2 separate regions of the Mus musculus genome follow, and region 1 is linked to region 2. Evidence: chromatin contacts called from public promoter capture Hi-C data. All regions are on one chromosome and are shown on one strand. The core of a region is the stretch at or near the end of the contact, and the rest is flanking DNA. Distances in the headings are between cores, read along the strand shown. Region 1 holds the start of Pank1 (pantothenate kinase 1). Region 2 holds the start of Slc16a12 (solute carrier family 16 (monocarboxylic acid transporters), member 12).

What was found. Promoter capture Hi-C pulls out the DNA fragments that hold promoters and counts their contacts.
Region 1: a promoter capture Hi-C map of liver shows a contact between it and region 2. A contact is called at or near these places in 1 of 39 promoter capture datasets (liver), 1 of 484 Hi-C or Micro-C datasets (liver), 3 of 130 datasets of targeted methods (the NIH/3T3 cell line, bone marrow-derived macrophages and embryonic stem cells) and 3 of 9 other capture datasets (adipose tissue, liver and pancreatic islet).

Annotation. Positions count from the first base shown.
Region 1 is chr19:34,877,615-34,881,084 of GRCm38.p6, forward strand. Pank1 (pantothenate kinase 1) reads right to left here and starts at 1,841. Exons shown (of 7, transcript NM_001114339.2): 1 at 910-1,841. The coding sequence starts at 1,462.
Region 2 is chr19:34,745,591-34,749,413 of GRCm38.p6, forward strand. Slc16a12 (solute carrier family 16 (monocarboxylic acid transporters), member 12) reads right to left here and starts at 1,738. Exons shown (of 7, transcript NM_172838.4): 1 at 1,476-1,738.

The sequences.
Region 1 (3,470 bases), core at 591-3,090, 130 kb after region 2:
CAGAACAGTTAATTGATATGCAACAGGTACCCGTTTGAATCCGATCGCTCACTACCGTGGACTCTACTTACTTTGCTTTCTGCCATTTACAAGCTTCATTAAAGACACCCACAAAGAGGTAACCAGTTGAATGGAGTTAGGCTCAGATAAGGAAAAAAAACAACAACAACAAAACAAAACAAAACAAAACAACTCGTAATCTCTACCTACAAACTGACATCCCAGAATGTCAGGTGGGGAAGGTACCCTTTACAGTCTACCATTATATATACAAGTCTCAGGTTGTGAAACAACGCACTTTTTGGAGTTGTACAATTACAAACACTCAACTCGACCCACTCCAAGGGGAGGGGGGGAATCCACCTGCAATCCTCATTGGTCCACACCGTTCCGGCCCACATGGTGTCAGTGGGTGTTTCCCTCTACACCAGCCGTCTCACTGGCTGTGTGGAAACACTGTTTAATAGGCTGTGATTTGGGGGATTGTCAAACTCCACGCCTCCTTAAGCTTGCCAATGGGCCCTAGATACTGGCGGTTACTCTGCGATTCAAAGGGCAAACTGGTAGCCTGAGATGCACGCCCCAAAAGATGTGCTCGGAGAAGGGAGCAGTGAGCCCCGGGCTGTGCCAGCCCGCCCTCCTCCTAGTCCCAGACCCAAGATCAGTCGGGTTGTTTGCCCCACGGCCACCAATAACAGCGGGCAGTGCGTTCTCCCAGCCGCTACGGTGACCGAGGGAGCAGCTCCAGCTAGTGTCTGACCGACCCAGTAGGCGGATCGGACTAGACAGGCGCCACCGCGGGCCGCCACCTTGGACGCCCGACGCCTCTAGGGAGGACGCAGTCCAGAGCGGCACTCTGTCGCCCCCCTCGACCGCGGGCACCGGCGCTTCCCTGCCGGCAGGACTTACGCGGCCTGTTCTTCCTCCCGGAGTCCATCCTCCTCCGCAGCCGGCATTTCTTGGCCGGAGAATCATGCTGGGCGAACAGCGGCTGCGGCTGCAGCTCGGACGGGAGCTGGAAGCGTGGGGCCGGCGGGTCGCGGCTGCTGGCGGCCGACGGGTGGAAGCCGTTGTGCAGCAGCCCGTTCACGGCGGCCGCGGCGCCCTCGGGGGCCCCCGGGGACTGCAGGGCCGCGCGCTCGTGTTGCGCGCCGCGGTCGCCCATGCCCGGGACCGGCGGAGCGGTGCGCGGGCTCCGGCTCTGGCAGCCTCGCTGGAGGTCACGGTCGGCCGTTCCCCGATCTTCCGATCCACCCTGGGGCTTGCTCTCCCGCAGCCTCGGCGCCGCGGTCGGGAGCTGGTGGCCCCGGCGCTCCTCCCCTCCTCCCGTCGGCGTCCCCACGTCTTCGGCGAGCTGGGCCCCGCGCACCGGGCTTGCTGCTCTCGCCCGCAGCGTGTCGGCATCGCGCGCAGCTGCGGGAACCTCGGTGGACCCCGGCCGGGGAGCCCGCCTCCCCCTCATCCCAAGGCCGAGCCACTTCAAATGCGGCTTCCTCGCCTCCCAGACCTGTCCCCGCCACTGAGCATGCCCAGTCCTACCCGCCACCGCCACCGACGAGTTTCAACGTGCGGAATGAAGTTCTCGGGGTTTGCGAAGAGGAGATAGGCGGATGGGGCTTTGTGTGGCGGAGCGAGCCTAAAGGGTACTGGGTGAGGTAGGCACGAGACAGCCAGAAGCCTCGGGAGGAATGCCGGAGGAAGCCAGATATTTGCAGAGGTTTCAGGTTTGCTAATCCTATCCCCAGTGGGCTAGTACCTTCACAAGGTCACCCATGCTACATCCCCGCCCCACGAAAGTGTGTGAGCAGGCGCGCGTGCGTTAATGTGACCAAACTACTCCCAGGTCTGAAGGGAGGGAAGAGAACAATTATTTATAGAGAGGTAGGCAGCCTTGGAGAAGGAGGGGAGTGAAATTCCTTGGTTGGCACACTCACACAAACAGCATGTGTTCTCGAGTTGTCGTTTGCAGAGAGGAAACCTAGGAAGAGAGAGAAAGGACAGTGAAGGACAAAACTAGGCAGGAATAACCGGTGCTAGAAGAAACCAAGTAAACAGAACCGATCCCAAGCTATAAAAAGCGCATTCCTCACCCAGAAAAGACCGGCAGGGGACAATGCCCTGTTCTGTTATTTATGAAATAAAAAGTTGCCTTGGTTATGAGAAGGGGAACCAGCACCATGATAGCCCTCAGAGTTAGCCCCCAGTTCCCAGTTCCGATTCCCACTGACACTGAGCAAAAGACAAAGTCAGTACTTAACACACCTGTTATAGGCAGTGCCCAGCAAGCGGGACACATTTGGGTATTGGGGACTTCTTGAGGCCTTAGCTTTTGTGTCTGTCCAAAGGGGACTCTTGTGTGTCACAAAAGTACCTAATATAACCTTTGCACATAATAAATGCCCACAAGAGTCTAATGTAGACATTAAAGTCAGGCTGGGGATATAACAGTCAGACACTTCTTATCATGGGATTCTGTCCCTACGAAGGAATAGAGAGAACATAACGGCAGGCTATTGTTTCCAATGACTATGAATACAGCGGGCAGAGGCCAGGCCCCTCACTGAATTTGCACATCACCAAGCTCAAACTAAGCTCTTTGACCCTCTGAAAACATCTGTATTAAAGAGGTGAGAACCGAAGTCTCCAAAGGCCAGCTTCAACAACTTGAACTTCCCTCTACCTTAATCCTAGCAAAAGTGACCTGTGATTAGCCTACCCACCCCTTGAACTAAATCCTCCATGGGTCCAAAACTGGCATTAGCTGTGCCCGGGGTTTACATTTGGTTTGAGGATTTCTTCTGGCAGAGCCCTTCCCAAAATCAACAGGTTCAGAATCAATGAGGCCACTCTGTTTCATCCACCTGTCATTTCAAATCAGGAAACCAAGGCACAGAGACATAACTGAGACTAAGACCAAAACTAGAACTTAATCCCTGTTTCCCTGCTTCCTTGGGCTTATATGATTTGAGAAATTGCCTTAGGTAATCCAGCCTCAGCCCATCTGATTTTTGTCCAGTTCTGTACAACTTGCTCCTTCAGGCTTATAATCTCTCCCTATTCCTATAACCCTTTATACCTCCTTCTTCTGGCTACAAAATACACATAGCCTACCTAGTAACACAGCCCTGCATCCCAACTACTCGGGAGGCTAAACCTCCTGAGGAGGAAGACCTCAAATTGAAGTCCTGCCTTAACTACTTAGTTCAAGTCAGTTTTCGTTACGTAATGAAACCCTGTCTCAAAAAAAAAAAAAAAAAAATGCTGGAGAGATGCTGGAGATGTCTAGCATTTGGCTAGCATAAGGCTCTAGGTTCAGTCCCTAGTACTGTTAAAGTAAAATGCATGTGTTCCCTTATATCTTCATGATCATAGTAATGGGACATCAAAGATGAAGTGGAATAATATAAATGTGCAGTCACATTCCACTTGGTCCCTGTGTCTCCCCACTGCTCCGATAAGCAGTTAAGTGT
Region 2 (3,823 bases), core at 488-2,987:
CATCCTTTCTTCCCTCCATTTTTTTTTTTTTTTTTTTGAGATAGAGTCTTCCTATGTAGCCTTCACTAGCCTGACAGTCACTATGTAGCTCAGGCTGATCTTGAACTCCCAAGAGTCCTCTGCCTCCCGTCTCTGATGTGCTGGAATTACAGCCATGTACCATCATCCCAGGTTTAAAGTGTTCTTAACTTTTAACACTTACACAACAAAGGCAGTTTGACTGAATCGACCTCTCATCTAGTTCAGAACTCTCTCAGGTTAAAAGCAGATGAGTAATTACAAGGATGAGAAAATTATATGCTTGGGCCGGTCTAGTCATATGGTGCCGGGGTTGTTGTTAAAATGCATAGAGGCAAAATACCCTAAACACTGACCAGGACGACAGGGAGAAAGCCTGGATTTCAATATTGGTCCCAACTACACTTAAAGATATAAGTTTTAACAAACCTTGCAGACATGGCTCTGAGCTTCCCAAGCTATTCAACTGAAGGGTTTGAATCTAATAGATTCTCTAAAACTCATTTCAATTCTAAGATCCTGTAAGTAATACGTGATTGTGTCCAGTCTCTCAGTATCCAAAGCTCACACTTTCTACAGTCATAAGCCAGGCATCACGGGTGGCTAGCACACCATTAGCTGTAGTTTAGTGTGACTTGGGGGTGGGGGTGGGGGTGGGGGGGAGAAATTACACAGCCAGCAGCTGCAGATTTCAACAGCTAGTGAGCTCAAATACCCGTAGCCACAGGGTCTTCCTGAACTTGGCAAGCCCGAAGATTTTTTTCCTTCTGGGCTAGGTTTAGCAGAGACGCTGGAATGCCCACATAGCTCTCAGCAAAGCTGGGAAGAACAGCGGCCAGACAAAATGCAAGCGAGTGGCCCAGAACACTGAATCACCAGTTTGCACCAAACATACAGGGCTGGCTGCTTTAGGGTAAGGAGCGACTGGAGAAATTAAGTTTAATTCATTCCAAACGGGAAGGCCGGTGTGCTCTAAAGAGATCACCTAAGGATAATAAACGGTTGGTGGGTAGGAGAGGGTTAAAAAGCAAGAACACCGGACAACCCAGGGGGAAAGGCGGTCTGTCTTGCCTGGGAAATGCGCATCTGGAAATCACAGGACACAGATCAAAGCCACTCTCTGCAGCCACCTGCCTGGAAACCCAGCCAGACACTCCAGAACACAGGACAAGTGGGCACGTGCTTCCATTCTAAACCCAACAAGTGGCCAGACTTAGGATCTAGACACAGCTGAGCTCCGGGATAGATGTAGAATGGAGCGCCTGCGTCCTTCCCGAGGTCTAGGTCCAGCTCTGCTGCCCTATCTCGATTCCTAGCCACCTGTTTCTACGGAGTTGGGAAACCTTAAGGACAGAAGCAAAGCTTTCCGCACCGGGACAGCGCCGATTCCGGCGTGCGCTCCGCTGTCCTCTGTCCGGTCTCCGCCCGCCCACATCCCGGGACCCACGGGTGCTCACCTCGCGGGGACAGCTGCAACGCTGGCGACGGCGAGCCCACATGTCCCCTTCGCGGCGGCCCCTTCCCACGGCTCTGGAGTCCGGTCCCGGCTGAGGGGCGGAGGAGCGCACAGGGCGGAGGCGCCGTAGGGGCCGGGGCCCGCAGGCAGCGCCCGCCGGACACTGTCACTAGGGAGATCCCACCGCCCCGCCCCGGAGAAGCAAAGCTCTCAGTCACCGCAGCCCCGAGGGTGACTCTGCCCTGCCGGCGGACGGGCTTTGTCCCCGGATCCGCTCTGCGCTGGGGGCTTGACCACGGGTGAGGGGCGCGGGGAGGAGGGGCGCCTCCAGGTTATGTAATGCTTAGGCCCGCGAGTCGTGAGCCAGCTCACTGGGGACTGCAGGGCTCTCTCTGTAACAGTCTTGTGTAGCTGGGACCTACACTAAAGAAGGCTGGGTGTTCTCAAAAAGATATGTCCCTGCATGGTCAAAGAGTAGAAGCTGTACAAAGTCTCCTGCACGTGCATCTTGCAAGGACCGGGACCCTGGTCAGACCATTACACAGATCAGTCAGTCCTAAAGACTTGAGTTCAACTCGCCCCACAAAGCCCCATGACTTTGGGCAGTCAACTTAACTCTGAGTCTCAGTTTCTCTATAAAATAAAAGAACATTTGCTTCTCTCTCTTGCTGAGAGGAGAAAATGGGTTCATTAACAGGTTCATTAACAGGCTCATTAACAGTGTGTGTGTTTGGGGCTGGGGGGGGGGGGGTAAATGGTGTTTGCCCCGCCCTCCAGGAGGCACTGTGTGCTGCAGGTTCCAGGCTAGCCATCCCCTCAGGTATCCTTTTAGGCAAAAGCAAAGTCTCTGAACTGACGAGGTCAGACTCAAGCTCATAGAAGTTATCGCAATTCAGAATGGTCCTTCAGACGGACGCAAGCTAGGAACTGGTTAGAAATGCCAACCTCTAAATGTCTTCTTTTCAACAAAAGTCCTGGCTGATTATGACGAACGGCAAAGTTAGAAAAGAAATTAAGCTTTCAGGAAAAATTGAGAGGAACGGGAACCCACTGGTCAATAGTAGGCAATATTGTACTTTGGATTTGTTGTTGTTGGGCACGAAGGTTGTGTGTTTGAAGAACATGTGATACCATGTGGTCCTGAAAGATCCTGACAGAATGTAAAAGGACACAGAAGCCCTGGAATTGGCAAGATAGATGTCAGTGTTAGCAGAACTAGCTTCACTGATTTAGAAAAATAGAGGTGCACAATGCTCTGGCCACTCCTTGAACCTGTGTGTCTGCCAATGTTTTGACTGTTCATTGAACCCAAGTGTGTGCCCACTGATGAAGCCCATTGCCAGGTGTTTGTGATATTGCTTGCTGAGAAAGAGTCAGAAAATCTCCCCAGCAACCACAGCCCGGCCAATCCTGAGTTGCTACACCTGCACCAGACTCTTTCCTTGTACCCCTCCCATACCCATTTCTTGAGAATAGACATTGTTTAGATCTGGAAATCCCCTACTCCCCCCCCCCTTCTCCTTTCTCCCCTGAGGGCCTATAAAAACTGGGACCTCTTTCCCCTCGGGGTCCACTCCTCTACCCCTGCGTGGGATATGAGTCGTCCCCAGAGTTCTGGCTTTCCCCAATAAAGCCTCATGTGGTTTGCATCAAGCTTGGTCTATTGTGAGTTCTTGGGTGTCCGCTATTGTCCTGAGGCCTGAGCGAGGGGCTCCTCTCGGAGTCTTTCAGTCCAGGCTTGCCTTCAACTCCCAGTCCTTCCAAGGTCAGTGCCCTGGTGCTGGCATTCTAAAAACAATCGAGTAGAGTGAGGGAGCGAGTGCTCCACCCTAGACTTTTAAACAGATGTTTCTGAAGCTCTGGGTTCCATCCCCAGCACTGCACAAACAAAATTCCTGCCTAGCTAAGGCCCTTCTCATCTTGCAGGCTTCTCTGTAAGTTTGTTTCCCTCTCTGTTGACCTTCCTACACACTAAGTCTAAATCTGAATTTAAGGACTATTTTCACTTAGTATGAAACTAGTTTAGATCTAAGGGATTAGTAAATGTGTGTTTAAAACACACACAAGAAGGAGAATTCATTAGCATTAATCATAAGCTCATAAATGCAGGGTCAGCAGTGAGCCCTGAGCCCTCGGCTATGGAGGTCTTTAGGTCAAAGGCTTGGGAACTCTGTCTTTGAGAAAAATCATTCTGCCAGTTAAATACTGTTCTTAGGGGCAAATCGGTCTTGTCTTCTATTTCAATAATATAGGACAACCAGTTCTTTTGAGAAGTTCTGGGGAATAAGATGAATCTTCAGACTTCCCTCAAAGTCACCACTCACAGGGCTGCTGGGAAAGCCCAGAGCT